Regions from separate parts of the Mus musculus genome. Here regions 1, 2 and 4 are each linked to region 3. The links are chromatin contacts, called in public HiCAR-type and HiChIP or PLAC-seq maps. All regions are on one chromosome and are shown on one strand. Each heading gives the region's core, a stretch centred on a gene start, on an enhancer-like site or on the middle of the called end of the contact. The rest is flanking DNA. Distances are from core to core; before and after follow the strand shown.

Region 1 (3,132 bases), core at 321-2,820, 2.5 Mb before region 3:
TGCCGGCCTGGTCTACAGAGTGAGTTCCAGGACAGCCAGGGCTATACAGAGAAACCCTGTCTCGGAAAAAAACAAAACAACGAAACAAAACTAAAGGGCTTAAGCCTTAATTATGATTCAGGCTTAAATCAAGGAATGACTTGTACCAGAGGACACCTACGAGATGATTTCCATTGGTTTCCCTGTTGCAATCCTTCATTAGACTGAGTCTGGTGGAACACTCTTCAAGGTTTTGACCCGACTGGCTACACATCAATCAATTTCAGCTCCAACAACACTTCCTCTAAAGTATTCTTCCTCAACTCTCTACCCTCTCAGCAATAGCCACATTGTCCCCACGTTCTTTTCTTTTCGAGACAGGGTCTCATGTACACCAGGCTTCTACTTCTGCCTCCCAGTTATGGATGGCATTTACTATTTTTTTAGTCTCCCTGATGGATAGGAACTCACTGTTGTTCTGCAAGACTCAACTCTGCCTTCCCTTTAAGACATCAACCCCATTGAGGTAATTTTACACAGGATAAAGACTAAGTTAAGTCAAATGTCTTGGTCAGGGTCACACATCTGGTGCTCCAAGCTACCTGTCTCAGACGCCTTCTGCACCACACAGCGGCCATGCCACCCTGACTAGCCATTCAATAAACTCCTACCTTCAGAATCCGAATGCTCGACGGGCTGGCATCTGACTTGAGCATGACCTGGATGTCTTGGAGCAGCTCATCTCCAGCTGGCCGGGGCCGGGTCACCTCATCTGCCACCTCCTTGGCAGCTTCCTCAAGCTGAAGAAGAGGAAAGGCATAAGCTGCTGGTGATGATGGGGCAGGGCCCGGGTTTAGGAGGCTCTGAAATGGGTGCTACTCACCAGCTGTAAGTGCTCGGCCGGCTGTTTATGCAAGTGGTCAGCCAGTTCCTCGTCAAAACTGGCCAGGTCCTCCATCTCCACCTCGATCCAGTATTCACCCAGGTTGTAATGCCGCTTGAGTTCATCTCTTTAGTGGTCAACAAAGGGGCAGAGGGACAGGAAGGGTGCATTGAGGGACCGTCAGCAGCAGTGCCTGTGCACCCCGGTCCTCACAGGCACCAATGCCCCCACCTCTCTCAAAAGACACCTAATTGTAGACCACTCTATCCTAAATTTAGGCCTGAAGAGGGACTGTCAAGAAAAGGCGTCCCCCGTAAGAATGGTTCACGGACACTGTCGCACCTGTACTTGAAGGTGAAGCCCGTGCGATCGGTGCCCACTCGGTACTGTCTCAGGAACTCCTTGAATCGCCTCTGCAGTTGCGACTTGCGGGCCTGGCCCTCTTCCGCACCGGGGTCGCCACCGAAGCTGTCGCTGTAGAAAATGCCCGGGTCGTCGAAGCCCGACATGACTGTACCTGGGTCAAGGGAGACAGAGAGCTGAGCACCCCGGGGCGGCGGGAGCTTCCCTAGACGGGGTCCCGCAATTCCCTCACCTCACAGCGGCGCGCCACACGAACCTCAGCCCTCCTAGAGGAAGCCGACTTTCGCGGGAAAAACCAGCCTCCGCGTTTGTCCACCGCGGTCTCTGCGCTCCTATTGGTTCGTTCAGCGCCGCGGATAGCTATTGGACTGCTCTGCGCCGGTTGAGTCCCGCCTCCAAGGCCTGGTTCCCAAGATGATTGGCTGTGGCGTCTTGGTGACGTCACGAGTCAACTCTTTCCGGTCTCCATTTTGTGAGGCTGGACGTTTTGGCGCGAAAGTTCTTGGCGCTAGCAGCTAACCGAGCAAAGATGGCGGAGAGGCTCGGGAGCTTTGTGAGCGTTTAAACCTTAGGCCTTCGGAGAAAACCTAGCCCAGTGGCGCAGGTCTGTCAGCCCCGCTCCTCGTAAAGTCTAAGCAGGAGGATCGCAAGTTCAAGGCCAGCCTGGGTGACTTAGGGAGCCCCTTTCCCAAGTAAAAAGGTGGGACTTGAGAGATGGATCGGTGGTCAATAGCGTTTGCTGTACTTTTAGAAGACCCAGTCTCTGTTCTCAGTACCCTAGTCAGGGGCTCAGAACTGCCTGTGACTCCTGCTCCAGAGAACCCAATGTCCTCTCCTGGCCTCTATGGGCCACGTACATGTTAGATGTAGAGAGAGAAAGATATATGTATCTGTACATAAGTACACTTTTTTTTTAAGTAAAAGGAAACGGACTGGAGCAATGACTGAGCAATTGGATACAGACACATAAATAAAAAGTAGACTTATCAGCCCTCCCCCATATCTGCTAGCACTAGGGAGGCTGAAGAAACCCTGCCTTTAAAATAAGTATATGAGAAAACCACCCCTTTCAGAGCTGCTGTGAGAAAGCAGTATGCCTGAGGTGTACTCTTGCTCCAGCCCGGCAGGAGGTGCCAGAGTGCTGTCTCCGCAGCTTTGGGACCAGGTGGCTCACCTTCCCCTACTCAGATAGTACCAAAGCCCAGGAAGCCAGGGATGTTTTCTTTCATTCAGATTCAGACGAATAATTATGATGACTGTAGAACTTTTTTAATTCCTTGGCAATGCTTAAACCATGCAAAATTCATGGCCAAATTCCAAATGGAAATCTTGGGGGGGGGGGGAGGCAGATTTAGCATAGCAACCTTAGTGTAGATTTTCCTTTGAGTTCCTCCCATCCACACGAACAAGTGGAAACCTATTGCTGCAGCAACCATTCAAACATATATTTACAGAGAATAAAGTTTGAGCATTTTTGCAATTAAAAAAAAATACCAGGTGAATCTAAGACTTGGTTTTCTCAGCATTTCATGGTAATCCCTGTGTGCCAAGACAGGTTTAACACATTTTATTTTAGATTGCTTTATTTGCTTCTTGACCAAAATCGAGGCTGTTCTTAACAGTTGTCACCAATAGCAGGGATGTAATTCCGCATTGTTGGCTGGGGCTTCCCCTCAGGTACAGATGGAATGCTGGACTTAGGCACTGAACAGAATTTTAGCAAAAGTCAGAGTGAAGCAGAGTCAGCAAATTCACTGGTCAAAAGACAGAGTCCTATGCCTGGGCATGGTGGTGCACGCCTTTAATCCCAGCACTTGGGAGGCAGAGGCAGGCGAATTTCTGAGTTCGAGGCCAGCCTGGTCTACAAAGTGAGTTCCAGGACATCCAGGGCTACACAGAGAAACCCT
Region 2 (3,121 bases), core at 270-2,769, 2.3 Mb before region 3:
CTATCTGCCCAGCATTTTCTTAGATGAAAGTGTGGAAAGGGGTAAGAGCTGGGTCTGATGTGAGACACTCCTGGCCTACAGACTCCTGACCAAATGGTCTTTGAAATTTCATAAGCACCAACATCACTCCCCACCCCACCCCACATTTATCGAACTGTTTCACAGAGTAAAGCTGAGATCAGAGAGGACAGGAACTCATCTAGAGTCACACAGCTCCCTAGCTCTTACACCTAGGGTATCCACCACCCTGAGTGGATGCTGGCTTGAATGAGAGCCTGACAACTATCTGCTTACTTATTTAGGTGCATTCCCTCTGGTGAATACAGACTTGGGTTTGGGGACTCTGTGAGGACAGACCCCGACAAAGTTTCAGCTACTAGAAGCCATGCAGGCTGAGCTCAGCTCATGGGGAGAATGTGCTAGAAGTAAGGCTTTGGGGTTCCAGGCCCTGAGTTCAGATTGTGACTTCCAGCTTTATAACTTGGTAACATTATCCATCTCTTTTCTTATTAGTCCAGTTATCACAATCTCTGTCCAAATGGAAGGAAAGTGCCCACCACCTCATCAGTGCAGAATGAATGTGACTGATAATTCCCAGCCATGGCCTGGTCACAAGGATAAGCTCTGGGCCCCTGCACATCACAATGACCTGAGCCTATGTGTTTATGCACTCTGAATACCACAGTTGTATATTAGACTGAAAGGCTTAAAAAGCAACTTGTTTAAGACCTACTATCCCTTTGGATGTCACAGCCCCCCTATTTTATTGACAGAGATCATTTGAGTCTCCCACCCCTTCCCCAAGAACAAAAGAAAATGACCAGAAATCACTTACCTTGGGGCTGATCCTGTGGGGGCCTCTCCAGCTTGGAACCTGGGATAGTTGTCTGCCTGGAGTCCTCTTTACAAATGCTTTGTGGTCTGGGCAAACTTCTTCTTTCTGTGGGTTTCTTCAGGATTGCCTCAATGGAGAAGGACAAGCCCAGATTCTCTGGGGCTTCACAGTATCCTGAACTCTTCTCCATGTCCCTGTGGATCGTAGGGCCTGCCATGGCCTAGCCCTGCTGCTAGGAGGAACACTCTGTGTGTGCCCAGGGAGATGCCAGCAGAGGGTGGTATATTTTCTTCCCGGAGCTTCTGGGGACACAGAGGTGGTGATTGGGAATCCTGATGCTGGGTAATTCAGCCACAATTCCTTGGACACAGGGACTTCCATGGACCTTGAACACCTTTAAGACTAGGAGGTGGCTTCCAGCAGAAGAGCTGGTAGGCACTTGTCCTCTATCCACAGGTCTATAGTTGTCACCAAATAGAGGTTCAATTTTCCAGAGAGGATCTTCTTGGTGGTGGAGGCTTTCACAGTTACCAGCCTAGGCAAGGATCCTGGAGCGAACTGAGTAATGGTACCAGAAAACAAAGAGAAAACAGGCAGGGTTGGTGGGATGAGGTTTGGAGCCAGCATCCACCTTTGTCCTCTCTCTGACTTGTGTCCCCTTCCTGCTGGCTTCAGGCAGTCCCTGGGAGGCTAGGCTGCCACCTATGGGCCCTAGATGGCCAAGTGAACCCTGAGCCTCTTTGTGGCTGAAAGGTCTTCTCAGAGGCCCTTCTGGACTTCCTCAACCCAGCTTCCAGTCTCAGGAATGAGACTTCCAGGGCTCCTGTGCCTCTGCAGATCTTCAGGTAGAGGCTAAGGTCGATGCTGGCTCCCTGCGGGGGTCTGTGCTCACTTTTACCTCAGGCCTGTGGTCTGAGGCCAGTGCTCTCTGGGCTGGTGTTGGCTTTATTCTGTTCTCTTCTCCCTGACTTCCAGTCACATAGTAAATTCTTTAGCCACTCGTTTCTCCTTCTTTTGGGGTTTCCTTATTAATTTTTCCTGCTTGATCACCCTTTACTGTCTTCAAGACAGCCACAAAGATTCCCAGTCCAGTAAACTCTGGGCTTGGAGCTGACAGTCACTGCTCTATCTTGCCAGGAATTCTGCTCAGAGAAATGTGTAACCAAGGAGGAGGGTGGGCTGATAAGGGAAACAAGTCCCCACCCTAGGAGATGGGATGGGATGCAGGTGTTGGGTGGAGAGCTGAGGGAAACAGCCAGGATTGGAGGATAGACACAGGATGCCTTGCAGAGGCGTGGTGCTGAAGAAATGGCCAGGTGGAACAGAAGAGCAGAAGGTGGGGGAGGAACGGCCAAGGCGCAGCGAAATGTGTTAAAACACTTAGGAGAATTTGTGGGATTTGCAGAGGTTTATAGGGTGAACCTGGGTGTGATGGGTGAGGCTCAGCCAGGGGTAGTCCCTCACAGATGTGTTTCTTGGCTTACCAGTGCTAGAGCAGGGAAGGCATTCTAAAGCGTGTGTAGGGCATATGGAGAAACCGAGGCTCAGAACAAAGGGGTACAGGGGATGGAGTGACAGGAGGAATTTAAGGACTGTCCTGCGAAGCCTCAGAGTGTTACAACACAGAATGACCAATGCCCTAACCAACTGTGAATGTGAACCTCATGTTAGAATGCAGACCTCTCTACAGGGGGATGTGGGGTAGGCACAGTTGTTCCCCTTTCTTTGAGTTGGAGGGGGAGGAGTTAGAAGACGGAGGACTTCCCTGAGATGGGGAAACAGACGAAGAGGTCCTGTTCAGGAGCAGATCTTCTGGAAGTGCCAGAATCTCTGATTTAGTGGGGAGAGATTAGGTTCTGCAGTGATCTACAGAGGCTCATGCCAGCTGGAAGAAGCAGGGATTTTCCAACAGTGAAGCCGCCATCTTCTGATTGATTGATTGCAGGCTCCAAGGGAGGGGCGAGAGCAAAGTGGAGAGTGTTAGTGAGTCAGAAGCCTTAAGTGGTTTATGGGATGTCTACTCCTGCTCTGCAGGCAGCCGAGTCACATGATTGGCTCTCTGAATAGATCCTGGTGCTTTCCTCAAAGCCTGAAACAAATTCATGAAGACAGCAACCAGTCTGGTGTTCTTATATATATTTACTTTCTGAGTTTGAAATTAATTGGCATTTCATTTCTGTCTCCTCATCTTGGTTTTAGGTTAATGTTTCACTTGGGTCAAGTAAAGAAATCTAGGAGAGGTGTGTTAACAAACAGCAAGTTGGACAAATGGACAGTTTGCTCACA
Region 3 (2,834 bases), core at 1-2,500:
TGCGGTAGCAGCAAGATGACTCTGCTGGTAAAGGAGCTTGTCTATGAATTTGACCACCAGAGTTTGACCAGTGACCCCCGTAAACTGTCCTCTGACCTCCACACATACCCACAACACAGAGATAAGTAAAAGTAATTAACTTTTTTTTTTTTTAATCAAAGAAGTAGGGTCTATCCTCCTCTGACTCTTGAAAGGAAGCTGACCCAAAGTTGCCCTGTCCTGGAACGGTTTAGGCTCCATAAGTGGGAAGGATCCCAGGCCCGAGCTGGCCCAGCTGGCATGTGAGAAGGGAGGGAAGAAGATGCCAAAAGATGCAGTACAGAGGGGACATGGGTGTCACTTTCCCCCGAACCTGATCGCAGCACCCAGCATGGCCAGTCCTTATATAGTCACCAGGCAGTCAATTCAAGGGCGTTAAGGGAGGTCATGGCAGCTGACGTCCAGAACATCTGACCCTCGCCCAGGCAGGTCCGATCCTTGATTTGGAACCTTCGCCACCATCAATCCCCCTTGCCCAAGATTAAGTTCAGGAATCCTTGCTCTAACCTGACTCTGGCCTTTTCGTTGCCCCCGCCCTCAACCCCAACCCCGCAGCACCTGTCCTCCTAACCGTAAACAAGAGCGCTCCTTTTCTTCCCTCCCACCTCATTTGCAGCCTCCTTTCCACAGCGCCTCTGTCCCCAGGGTTCGCTCCTCCACCTGCGCGAGCGTGGGAGCACTCCACGATCTCAGCCTCTGCCTCCTCCCCCATCCAGCTCCAGGATCTAGCCTGTCTCCTCCTTTCGTCTCCATCATCAAGCTAGGGGCAACCTCCCTCCTGGTAACTCCTACAATCCTCGACTCACCTGGCTCATACTTCAGGTAGATGATGGAGACGATGAAGTAGCTGAGGTCGAAAACAGGGAAGAGCGGCACCCGCGAGAAGCTGAGCGCTAGCTCGCCCAGGCTCAGCGCTGACATCAGGTCCATGGCGATGGAGGGCGCCTCCCCGGCCCCGTGCGTCCCGCGCCCCGCTGCCCGACGAATGCTCCCTCGCCACTGAGCCCGCCCCACTGCCAGGCACCGCCCCCCGCCTGCCCCCACCCCTCGGGAGAGGAGGGGTGGTGGGGGACTCCTAGCAGCCGGGAGCCCAAAATGCGGGGCCGTAGGGACGTCAGAACTCGTTCAACAGAGCCAAAAAGGCGATCTGTCCCCTGCATCCAGCACACACAAGAGGGAATCTTGTCCTTAAACATCTGCGTAGTTAGAATCCTGTCCCTTTTCCATGGGACTAACCAATTCAGGACCCCTATTTCCCTCAAAACCCGCGCCCTCGGAAGATCTCAGCCAAGAATATCATGTTTCATTCCTGAGGATCCAAAGTCAGAACCCCGCCTCCCACAAGGGGACCTCAACCAAACCCTCACGTTCTGTTTGGTTTTGTCTCTCTAAAAGGCTCCACAAGTCAGAACCCTCCTCTTTGTGGACCCCAGCCCAGACTGGATCCACTAAGTTAGGACCCTCCCGCTTCAGGAGGCCCCACAAGTTAAGATCCATCCTCTGTAGACCTTAATCCAGGCCTTATGTTCTGTAAGTCTGTCCGGTCAGGACTCTCATTCTCCGTGGGGTTACTCGAGTCAGACCTGGGAGGTCCGTGGGAGGTACAACTCAGGCAGGAGGTCATCCTGACTCTATGCACTCTGAGCCGGGATCGCAGTTCTCCGTGGGGACCCAAGTGGAGTCCTTTTGGAGTTCAGGCATCTGCCGCGCCCATATCCATATCCAAGCCGTTCACGGGCGGCTCAAGGGTCAAGGGCGCAATTTCTGTAGCCCGGAATCCATAGCCCAACCAACCCCCGAGCGGCATCAACAGCAGGGACCAGCTGTGGCACGTAACACTGAGCATGCGCGCGCGCACCCCAAGCTCCGCCCTGTAGGTGACATCATGCTACATCCTCAGTCGAACCCAACCAATGCTGATTCAGAATTGGTCAGTTCTCGTTCCACTTTCCGCCCCTCATCACGGCTTCCGTTTCCGGTTTGACGGACGCCTTGGGTGTAAGGATGATCGGAGACATACTGCTGTTCGGGTAATATGAATGAGGGGTGTTAGAGGTCGGAGAGTGGCAGTCAGAGGGGTGGGGGTGACCCTTACTGACCGTTACTGTCCCTCCGCAGGACGCTACTGATGAACGCCGGGGCTGTGCTCAACTTTAAACTGTGAGTAGGCCGCGACAGGCGGTGTCCCAGACAGCCAGGCCCTCCCACAGCCAGTCCCCGCCCACACCCTTGGTCACCGCCAGTCCCGCCCTGTGCATGCTCCACGCCCCACTAATCCTACCTCTAGCCACGCCTCCGCGCTGCTTCACCAGGCTCTGACAGTTCTGTATCACTCCAGGATCTTTAAATCTGTACTCTCTAGACCAGGGAACGGCTCAGCGGGCAGAGGCGCTTGCTGCCAAGCCTGACTACTTGAGTCCGATTCCCGGATCCCCCATGGTAGAAATCCTGTTGATTGTCCTTTTGATCTCCACACAACTGCTGCGGGATGGCACACTCATTCTTTTTTTTTTTTTTTTTTTTTTTTTTGGTTTTTCGAGACAGGGTTTCTCTGTGTAGCCCTGGCTATCCTGGAACTCACTCTGTAGACCAGGTTGGCCTCGAACTCAGAAATCCGCCTGCCTCTGCCTCCCAAGTGCTGGGATTAAAGGCGTGCGCCACCACGCCCGGCCCGGCACACTCATTCTTACTTGCAGATTAATATTAAACAAACAAAAAAAAATCTGCACCCTGGGATTGCTTGCATCTCCAAAGAGCCTCATGCTCAGGCTTATCCCTCAAGAATGCCTTTCTGG
Region 4 (2,943 bases), core at 401-2,900, 2.4 Mb before region 3:
CTCGGCTCTTCCAAGGCTTTTCTTCAGGGTATAAGAAAGGAGAAGCAGGCTGTTAATTCCACTTGAAAATAAAACTTCAGCACAGGCTTTTGGGATAACAAGTAATTATGAAAAAAGTTAAAATCTTCAAAGGTAGAATTTTGTTATTTTGGAAATTCAAAGCGTTAACTATAAAAAAAGTTTCAGAAACTAAGTTTTTGGAGGTAATCTCAGTTCCAGCAATCGCTAATCGTTATCATCATCCCAGAACAGATCGGAGAATTGAAAAAGAAAGAAAATCCACCCAGTAAACTGGGCAAGGAAGGTCTGTCTCCTCCAGACGGGAGTTTCCTCCAAGGCTGTTTTTAGGAACTTAGATTGCCAGTCCATGCAGTCAAAGGAAGAAACACATCCAGCTGTTGGCAGATTCTGATATTTTGTTGCTACTTCTAGGATAGCACAGGTGAATTCTTACTTCAGTGGGTTTCCTTCCTTCTTGGATCTGTTGGAGTTCTTGCCACACCCTTTTCCAAGGACCCACCTATGCAGCACTCCAGCCCCTGCCAGCTTCGCAACTTGCAGAGATCTCCATAGCCAGAAAGGCGCACTGAATCTTCTCACTGCAATGCTAACTGGAACCACGACCACTGCACAGATTGGCTGATAACATACTCGGTTCCACGAGTTCAGCGATCCAAATTTTGACAAGCCATAATCAACAGGCTTTACTTTGGATGCAGTTTTTAAAAATGTATTTTGCTACGAGGGTATAGAATCAGCCAGTACTGGAAACAAGGGTGGGGTGGGTGGGTGGTAGACATATCTTGTCTGCTATATGATATAAACTAAAGTGAACCTACAAGTAGTGGTTGTGGAGGGGGAAATGGGCCTGTATGGAGATGACTCCAATTAAGAAGGCATGTTCAAACTGAGTCGCACGCAAAGAACACACACAATACGAGATCGTTTATCCATACAGTCCCCAAGACCACCGTTCCCGGGGTCCCCGCTGTGATAACCTCGGCAGGTCTGCTGCAACCGCTAGTTCAACAAAGCTCTGCGCAGCGCAGGAAGCTCCGGGCATCCTCTCCCGCTCGCCGCTCACCGCGCGCCCAGCCCTCCCGCCCGCCGGCCCGGGACCTCTCTTCCTGACAGCCCCAGGTAGCCCGCGCCCCGGCTCCCATGCCGCGCTCCGCCCGACCCGTGTTCCCACGTCCCGTCGGCCTCCGGCGCCCCGGAGCGCCCAGACAGCGGCGCAGGGGGAGGGGCGGCGCGGGCCGCGGGTCCCTGGGGCGGCCGCACGCCCCCTCCCGGCCCCGCAGCTTTCCCGCCTTCCCCGTTTGAACAGCTCCCGCCGCCTTCCTCCTGCGGCCCGCTCGAGCCCCTTCCCCGGGGCGGCTGCAGCCGCTACTCCAGTTCCCGGCTTGGCCCCCGAGCTAGGCCGCGGCGGGCCTGAAGCGCCTCCCGGACGGTGTCGGGGGGCCGGAGCGGTGGGCGGAGGCCGGGCGGGGCCGTTGCCGCCCCGGGGTGGGGGTCCGGACGGGTCTGGTGGGGGCTCCGCTCGCCGCTACCTTCACTCGGCTCGCTCGGATCCCGCCTCAGCGCCGCCGACGGCCGCCATCTTGGAGAAGGAGAGAAAAGCGCGAGCAACAAGGGCGCCTCAGTCGAGCCCAGAGCGCAGACTCCTACTGCAGCGGGGCTACCGCGCCGGCGAAAGAGCGTCGAGCGCATCGAATAAACCTGCTTGTTGAGCGCGGTCGCGGTACCGTTTGAGAATACACTCCTCCGTTGCAGGTTTAGTCTAGAAATCTCTTCTCGGTCTAAACAAATAATTTCAAAAGTCTCCTGTTTATTCTTCAATAAAAATATCTTTCTGTAAAGAAATTGCGAATAAAAAATATCAGGCAATTAGATTAATGTAGCCAAACACCTGCCCCAACCCAAAGTCTTTACAGCTCCGTAAACTTCTATGCAATTAGAACAGTCGTTCTGAAGCAATGGAGCTTGGCTTTGGATTTTATACGTTCACTGTCAGTTACAATTTTATGTACTTATCTACCACGTGCTTATACAAACCTCGAAAATTTCATGACAGACTTAAAATTAGACAATTAGCTTTGTATTCTCTTTTAGGAACTCATGGGTCCTTCTCCGCAATCTCGGTCCTTTCTGGTCACCTAATAGTAGCCCTTCTTGTTCTCCTTTTACCCCTAAATCTTTTGTATTTAAGACAGAATGTTATGCTGTTTATTTCAAGACAATCTGTTCTTTGCCGGACTCAGAGCGATAAGGGTTAATAGCCGTATTTATTTGTAATTTAGCATTTACATCTGGAGAGTAGCCCAGGTGAAGTGGAAGACCATACACTTGTAAGACAAGCTGTTTTCTCACCAAATTATTACACCGCTCACACCAATTTTTGTTTAAGTGTTAAGAGGACTGGTGAATTGGTTCAGTGGGTTAAAATATTTTACACCAAATCTCTGGGTATGTGTTTGACACCGGAAATTTACATGGTGGAAAGAGAGAACTGATTCATGCAAGTTTGACTGCCACAGGAATGTCCCCTAAAAACACACAAAATGGAAATAAATAAGTTACTCTTTCTCTAAGAAACAGGAGAAAACAGTTTCTTCTGATTTATTGAGGAGAACTCAATAAATCAATAGCATTTACAATTTCCAGAGCCTGGTTTAATATAAAGACTCTGTTTTTGTAGCATAGTGTAAGTATATAATAGCCTTCTGTGTGAACAGTGCTCACTCCATCAGGGCAACCAGAAGCTGGTGCCCTCCTCACTGAAAAGACCCAGCCTTCATCTGCTCTAGGGAGGAATTTCTCTTCTGTTTTGCTTTGTCAAAGTCACAGGAGGTAGGCAGTTTTGGCGGGAGGGATGGGTGGAGGAAGCAGCCCTGGCTGTCCTGGAACTCATTATGTAGACAAGGCTTGCCTGAAATTCACAGA

What was found. HiCAR-type assays count read pairs that join an accessible place to other places. HiChIP or PLAC-seq counts read pairs in DNA pulled down with a chosen protein or histone mark.
Region 1: a HiCAR-type map of astrocytes shows a contact between it and region 3, with 9 times the contacts expected there. The contact joins the promoter of Mcm5 here to the promoter of Tmem38a in region 3. A contact is called at or near these places in 1 of 39 promoter capture datasets (embryonic stem cells), 6 of 115 datasets of contacts at active chromatin or transcription factors (astrocytes, embryonic hindbrain, embryonic stem cells and 2 more) and 2 of 9 other capture datasets (adipose tissue and embryonic stem cells).
Region 2: an H3K4me3 HiChIP or PLAC-seq map of embryonic forebrain shows a contact between it and region 3, with 6 times the contacts expected there. The contact joins the promoter of Isx here to the promoter of Tmem38a in region 3. A contact is called at or near these places in 2 of 39 promoter capture datasets (embryonic stem cells and hippocampal neurons) and 3 of 115 datasets of contacts at active chromatin or transcription factors (embryonic forebrain, forebrain and stem cell-derived neural progenitor cells).
Region 4: an RNA polymerase II HiChIP or PLAC-seq map of embryonic stem cells shows a contact between it and region 3, with 11 times the contacts expected there. The contact joins the promoter of Hmgxb4 here to the promoter of Tmem38a in region 3. A contact is called at or near these places in 6 of 39 promoter capture datasets (the 3T3-L1 cell line, cranial neural crest, embryonic stem cells and 2 more), 1 of 484 Hi-C or Micro-C datasets (uterus), 15 of 115 datasets of contacts at active chromatin or transcription factors (VIP interneurons, astrocytes, differentiating embryonic stem cells and 7 more) and 1 of 9 other capture datasets (embryonic stem cells).

What each region holds. Positions count from the first base shown.
Region 1 is chr8:75,107,947-75,111,078 of GRCm38.p6, reverse strand. Mcm5 (minichromosome maintenance complex component 5) reads right to left here and starts at 1,570. Exons shown (of 17, transcript NM_008566.3): 1 at 1,458-1,570; 2 at 1,205-1,379; 3 at 863-989; 4 at 651-779. The coding sequence starts at 1,371.
Region 2 is chr8:74,871,572-74,874,692 of GRCm38.p6, reverse strand. Isx (intestine specific homeobox) reads right to left here and starts at 1,519. Exons shown (of 4, transcript NM_027837.3): 1 at 836-1,519. The coding sequence starts at 1,052.
Region 3 is chr8:72,570,239-72,573,072 of GRCm38.p6, reverse strand. It overlaps Tmem38a (transmembrane protein 38A), which reads right to left and starts at 1,250. Exons shown (of 6, transcript NM_144534.2): 1 at 846-1,250. The coding sequence starts at 969. Smim7 (small integral membrane protein 7) reads left to right here and starts at 2,025. Exons shown (of 5, transcript NM_172396.3): 1 at 2,025-2,069; 2 at 2,158-2,199. The coding sequence starts at 2,044.
Region 4 is chr8:74,992,357-74,995,299 of GRCm38.p6, reverse strand. Hmgxb4 (HMG box domain containing 4) reads right to left here and starts at 1,650. Exons shown (of 11, transcript NM_178017.2): 1 at 1,551-1,650.